Regions from separate parts of the Anser cygnoides genome. Here region 2 is linked to region 1. Evidence: chromatin contacts called from public Hi-C data. All regions are on one chromosome and are shown on one strand. The core of a region is the stretch at or near the end of the contact, and the rest is flanking DNA. Distances in the headings are between cores, read along the strand shown. Region 1 holds the start of LOC106047387 (histone-arginine methyltransferase CARM1). Region 2 holds the start of RFX3 (regulatory factor X3).

Region 1 (2,884 bases), core at 106-2,605:
GGCCTCAGGACCCCTAACAAGGGTTAGAGTTTGACACTAGGAGAGGCAGAATTACTCTGTGAAACATTTTCCTGCTTATTTACTGAACTTCTGTAACTCTTATTCTGGCTCTTGCCTTATATTCCAGCTACAGATGGATTTGCTTTTCTGCATTTAGCAAGCATAACCTTGACTTACTCATATGTATTCAACATTTCATTGCAGTCATGAAGTTGACAGTCCAGAAATCCCCATTCTTTGACCTAGAGGTTAGCTAAGAGGCTGTGGAGTTGGCTTTGGGTATAAGCAATCCTGCTGACTGCCAAAGCCCTAACTTTCCACATGCAGTTTGCTATGCACAAACACCTGATGGTATGTGCAGACTGTCTTATTCCTCCTTTGTAAAGGCGAAGTCAATTTTTTGTACAGGACTATTAATAATTCCTTGACAGAAGAACGGGGGGGGGGGGGGGGGGGGGGGAATGTCTCCTTTTCCTTCTTAGAAAGGTTAATTAAGTCGAGGCAGAGAAACATCATATTGCAGTGACAGAACTTTGTTGTCTTTACAGACAACACATCCAGGTCATTAGTGCAAAGAAACGCTCAGCAGTGTGTGTGCTACTTCACTACGTTTTGTGGATTAAGTGGCTTAGTGGAACAAGTTTCTGTCCATCTGGGAGACAGACCTGTTGACTCAGCCAGTGCAAGTACATTCTCTAACTTTCCAGCCAGCTAGAGACAAGCTAGCCCATGTCATGGTCTGGAGATCTTACTGATGTACTTACTGCAATAATGCCTGGAAAATGAGCCGAAGCCCGTTTAAACTTTCAGCAGTGCTCAGAGCACTTTTCGAGTATTCATTAGTTAAAGTTAAACCTCACCGTGTTTCTTTGATAGAGACGCAAACAAAGCAGAAAAAAAAAAAAAAAAAAAAAAAAAAATATATTTTTCCCCCATACCAGGACTTTAGGAAAAAAAAAAAAATCAGAAAACGTTTTATAGCAAAATAGCGACACCTACTGGTTAATGTTAGGTACACGGTTAAGCTCTTCGAAAATAGAGCTGTAAACATCGAGGTGGGGGGAGGAGAAGCCGAACTGTCCGTGTTTCAGTGCCTCTTCCCCGTAAAATCCTCGCCACAGGCTCTGTCCCAAGGGGCCGGGTGCGAACGTGGAGCCCGACACGAGCCGTGCCGCCTCTCCCCCGTGCCGGGCCCAGGCCGCCCGCCGGCCCCTCACAGGCCCCCGGCTCCCCGCGGTGCGGTGGCGGAGCTGCGGCCGGGAGGTGTCGCTGCCGGACCTCGGGAGCCCGCTGCCGCCTGCGCCCTCAGCCACGGGCCTGGGGAGCGCCCTGAGGGGCGGGGCGGGGCGGGGCGGGGCGAGGCTGCGGGGCAGGTGCCGGGCAGCGCCGGGGGTGTCTCCGCCGCTCGGTGAAGCCTCCTCTGCAGTCTTCTCCTGGGGCTGGTAGAAGGCGGCGGCGGGAGCAGCTTCGCCGGAGTCCGGCTCGTCGGGCAGCGGCTCGTAGCCGAGGTGGTGCGGCGAGGACGATGGCTGCGTCGTCTTCTCAGGAGCAGCGGCCGCTGCGGTGCGGCGTGAAGCTGCTCCTCCTCAGCGACGAGCTGCTGGCGGGGCTGCGCCTCGCCAGCCCCAGCCAGAAAGCCCTGCAGCTGGAGGTGCAGCCGGGAGAGGAGGACGCCCAGCTCACCGTGACAGACGGTTAAGTACCCAGCCGCGCCGCTGCCGCATGCCCCCCGCCGCCTCGGCGGCAAAGGGGGCTCGCGCCTTCGCCGCACGGAGCGGCCTCGCCCTTCCCCTCAGGGCGCTGCCGCCGCCTCCCCTCAGCGCCTCGCGGGTCGGGTGCCGGCGGCGGGGCGTCCCGGGCCGCTAACGGGCGGGCTGCGGCGCCCAGGCTCGCCCCGTGCCGAGCGGTGACGAGGCGGCACTGGCTGGGATGGCAGGGCCGAGCTAGCTTCGTGCTGTCGAGTTCCTGACTTTACCCGGGGGTGGAGTTCGGCTCGAGGGGGTCTGTCCCGCTTGTCTGGAGGACAGGATCTGCCGAGGGAGACGAGGCAAAATAGAGGAGCTGGGTAGGGTGGGAGGGAAAGAAGCCACACTGTAGATGTGTCAACAGAAAAAAAAAAAAAAAAAAAAGGTTTTACTTTTACGCTGCTCTTCCTGCCCGTTTGGCAAACGCGCTGTGAGGGCGGTAGAGTACGGCAGAGCCCTGGGATGCGCAGCGGATGGGGTCCGAAGGGGTGCGGGAGGCAGCGGTTCGCCCTGAAACGGTGGCTGAGCGGGCTCCGTTACCTGTGGGCAGGCTGTTTAAGATGCGCACGGGGCAAACTTAGGAAAAACGGGAAACAGAAAACACAGGAAATACGGGTCATGGCTGCATCCAAAACAATTATTCGTTCAGATTTTGGTCTTTACAGGCTGATAAATGGGCTGACATTGAAACCTAAAACAAACTCTCCCTGATTCTGCACGGTGGGATGACTGGGGAAAAGCAGAAACTGCTGTATCTATAGGAAGTAAATATGCTGTCAACGAGGTGGGTGAATATGAGCTCAGTCCTACACAGGTCTAGACACCCAGCGCTTGTTGGGACTGATTTGTTAAGAGTGAGCGGAGTAACTTCTGACAAGATTGCTGAAATATATGGGTTACAGTCTTGTTTAGGTTTGGGTCAGCCATGTTAAAGGTCGGACTAGATAATCTTAGAGGCCTTTCCCAATATTAAGGATTCTATGATTCCATATGAGTAAACCAGTATATGAACAGTTCAGACTCAACATATACTAGATATGTCGTATACTCAGTGTTTGTGTTATCAGATATTTAACATGCCGTTTAAGAAAGTGTGAATGACAAAAACTAACCACAAGATCTGCTTCTATCTTACATTG
Region 2 (3,019 bases), core at 474-2,973, 140 kb before region 1:
CCCAGCACAGAAGTCAGACTGACAGGCCTGTAGTCCCCCCAGGTCCTCCTTCCAGCCCTTCTTGTAGATGGGCATCACACTTGCAAGCCTCCAGTCAACTGGGACTTCTCTGAATAGCCAGGACTGCTGATAAATGATGGGAAGTGGCTTGGTGAACACTTCTGCCAGCTCCCTCAGTACCCTTAGGTGGATCCCATCTGGCCCCATAGACTTTAGTGTGTCCAAGTGTTGTAAGAGGTCTCTAACCATTCATTTACTCTTGGATTATGGAGGCTTACTCTTCTCTCCATAAGTAATTTCACTAAAATTTCTGCGTATGAAACCAATTATTTTTCAGAGGTGTTAATGTTTTTATTTTCGTAACAAAATGTGATGTTTTTCAAAGTGTAGGTGACTTCTGTCTAATCCTGTTTTAGTTCAGTGTTGAAAAACTTGGATTATTTTGATTATTACTTGCCCACAAGAGAAGACAAAATTATTTTGTGGTACACACTGTACTTTAAAAGCAATGCCATTTTTATTAACTCTTTACTATCTCAAAGCTACTATTGCAGGTGAATGAATGTGAGCTCTATAATCACCCAGTTTCACAAGGGCTAAATAAAGATCTTAGCAAGCAGTTACGAGTTTGGTAGCTCAGAAAGATTAGGTTCCCCAGCAGGAAGTAGTAAGATCTAGTTTCACTTGTAAAAATGCATTTTACGATTCAAGCTTGTTCTGTTACACTTAAAGCTGTCAATTCAAGTTTGTTTTTACATATTTACAGTTTTTCTAGTAATTTTTTGTAAGTAGTTGTTAAAAATGGTAACAGGGAGCTATAATGATGGTTACATGGAGCCTTGAAAATCACAGTAAATCTATTCATGGCTTGAAAATGCTTGGTACGCAAGGGCAATTTGTAGGGAGTTGTGTAATTGAGTAATTGTAGAGTTTGAGACAAATATGAGGTGCTTACAGCAACTGGTATGATAAAAAGGTGTCAAAAAGACTGTCAAAGGATGTATACAAGTAATAGAAAGATGTGGGGACATTGCACAGTGAGTAGGAGCTTGTAAGCAGTGCATCACTGGTTTTCGGTAGATTACAGGCAAGCGCTCCTGGCTACACAGATAGCAGGAGCTATGAAGAGCTGTACAGACGCTTCACAGGCTAGTAGAGCTGCCGGCGGGGATGTGTCGGGGCTACAGACCCACGCGGCAGTGGCCGTTAGCTGTGTGGGCACCGTACCTAGCCGAAAAACCACCCAAATCTCCGTGTCGCCGTCCCCCAAATACACACACCCCGCAGCAGCGGGGACACAAGGCACCAAGAGGCCGCACAGCAGCGCACCCGCGGCCACCCCAGCCCCACCGGAGGCGCTGCCGCGACCGCGGCCGCGCCGACCGCAGCCCGGCGGGCTCGGGCCGCCGCCGTCCCTTCCGCCTTAAGATGGCGGCAGCGGGACAGCTCCCCCACCGCCGCCGGCTCGTCGCTGCCATTTTTCGGGGGGTGAGGAGGGGAGGGGGGCGTGGAGAGCAGCCGCCGCCGGGCGTTAACTTCCTGCCCGGCCCGCCGGCGGCAGCCCCCTCAGCCGGCAGCGGGCGCGGTGCGACCCCCGCGGGGGGCAGCGCTCTGGGGCCCGGCTCCTCCTCCCCGCCCGCCGGATGTGGCGTGGAGCGGCACCGGGCGGCCCCCGCGCGGACACGCCCCGGGCCACGGGCACGCCGCCGTTACTCGCCCTCCCGCCCGCCCGCCGGCCCTGCGCGTGCCCGCGCGGCGGCGGGAGGCGCGTGCCCGCGTCCCGCCCCGGGGGGGAGCCGCCCCCGCCCGTACCGGCGCCGTCAGTCAGGGCCGGCCCCGCCTCTTCCGGGCCTCTCCGCCTGGGCTGCCGCCTCCTCCTCCCTCGCTCGCTCTGCCTTTTGTGAGTTATAGCAACCGTTGCCTTGTGAATCAAGCGCCATAGTCACCGTAGTCCTGGCGACTGTTACCCATCAACAACAACCGCTCCTCTCCTGCTCCTCCTCCACCTCCTGCCGCTCCTCACCCCCATCCTCACCCCCTTCCTCGCCGTCACCCGCAACAACAACAACAACCACAACAACAGCGGCAGCAGCCGCCACCTCCGGCACCGACGACAGCGGGGACGCCGCAGCCCGCCTCAGCCCAGGTGAATATGCCCGGCGGCCGCACGCCGGCCCCCCCTCCGCGCTCCCTCCCTCCCACAGCCGCTGCCTCCCCCCCGGCCTCGCAGCATCCGGGCCGGGGACGCTCCGCCGGGACCTCCGCGGCCCCTCGCCGCCTCTCCCGGCACGGCCCGGCACGGCCCCGCCGCCCCCGGCTGCGCGAAGCGGCCGGCGGGGAGCGCGCTGCGGGGAAGGAGGGAGGGAGGGAGGGAAGGAAGGAAGGAGGGGGGGTCGGCGGGGATGGGGTGCCCGTGGGTCGGGAGAGGAGGGAGCGAGGCTTACTTAGGTCGGCGGCACGCTGCTGGGACCGCCCGGACAATCGCTGGGATGCGGTGGGTATGCATCTCCTGTCTGCGCGGATGGGGGATGTGGAATCTGGGGGCAGCGAGGCTTCGGGTACAATCGAGATCGTATAGTTTAAAGTACGCAAAGAAAAAAAAAAAATCTGCAAAATCGGGGGGGTGGGGGTGGGAGAAGCGGCCAGAAGCACGCCGAGAAGCAGGGGGTGTTTCTCCTCTCACTTGTAGGGGCCTTGTTCTGGTTCGTGTGACTGCTGGAGATGCAGATGTTTGTGAACTTCCGATGTCTTTTAACGATACTCCTGTGTTACCGATCGCTTTCTGTGATTTCTGTAGCCCATCTTTTTTTCTTTTTCTTTTATTCATAATGTTACTTATTGTTTTAGGGTAAGCTGTATTTTCTTTGTTTTGTGAGGTGTTTTCCCGTTTATCCAATACCCCCACCCATACAAACATACAGTCACAGTTTTTTTCTTCTGGCAGTCCTTCCGTTAGTCATTATTATTATTACGATGATAATGCTTTTATACTGCTCGTGTAGTATGGAACAGTGCCTTT

What was found. A called contact is a pair of places that touch in the nucleus more often than the background predicts.
Region 2: a Hi-C map of liver shows a contact between it and region 1, with 2.1 times the contacts expected there. The contact joins the promoter of RFX3 here to the promoter of LOC106047387 in region 1. A contact is called at or near these places in 2 of 7 Hi-C or Micro-C datasets (granulosa cells and liver).

The regions. Positions count from the first base shown.
Region 1 is chrZ:82,775,569-82,778,452 of Taihu_goose_T2T_genome, reverse strand. It overlaps LOC106047387 (histone-arginine methyltransferase CARM1), which reads left to right and starts at 1,355. Exons shown (of 13, transcript XM_048050976.2): 1 at 1,355-1,694. The coding sequence starts at 1,526.
Region 2 is chrZ:82,912,434-82,915,452 of Taihu_goose_T2T_genome, reverse strand. RFX3 (regulatory factor X3) reads left to right here and starts at 1,723. Exons shown (of 17, transcript XM_066987641.1): 1 at 1,723-2,146.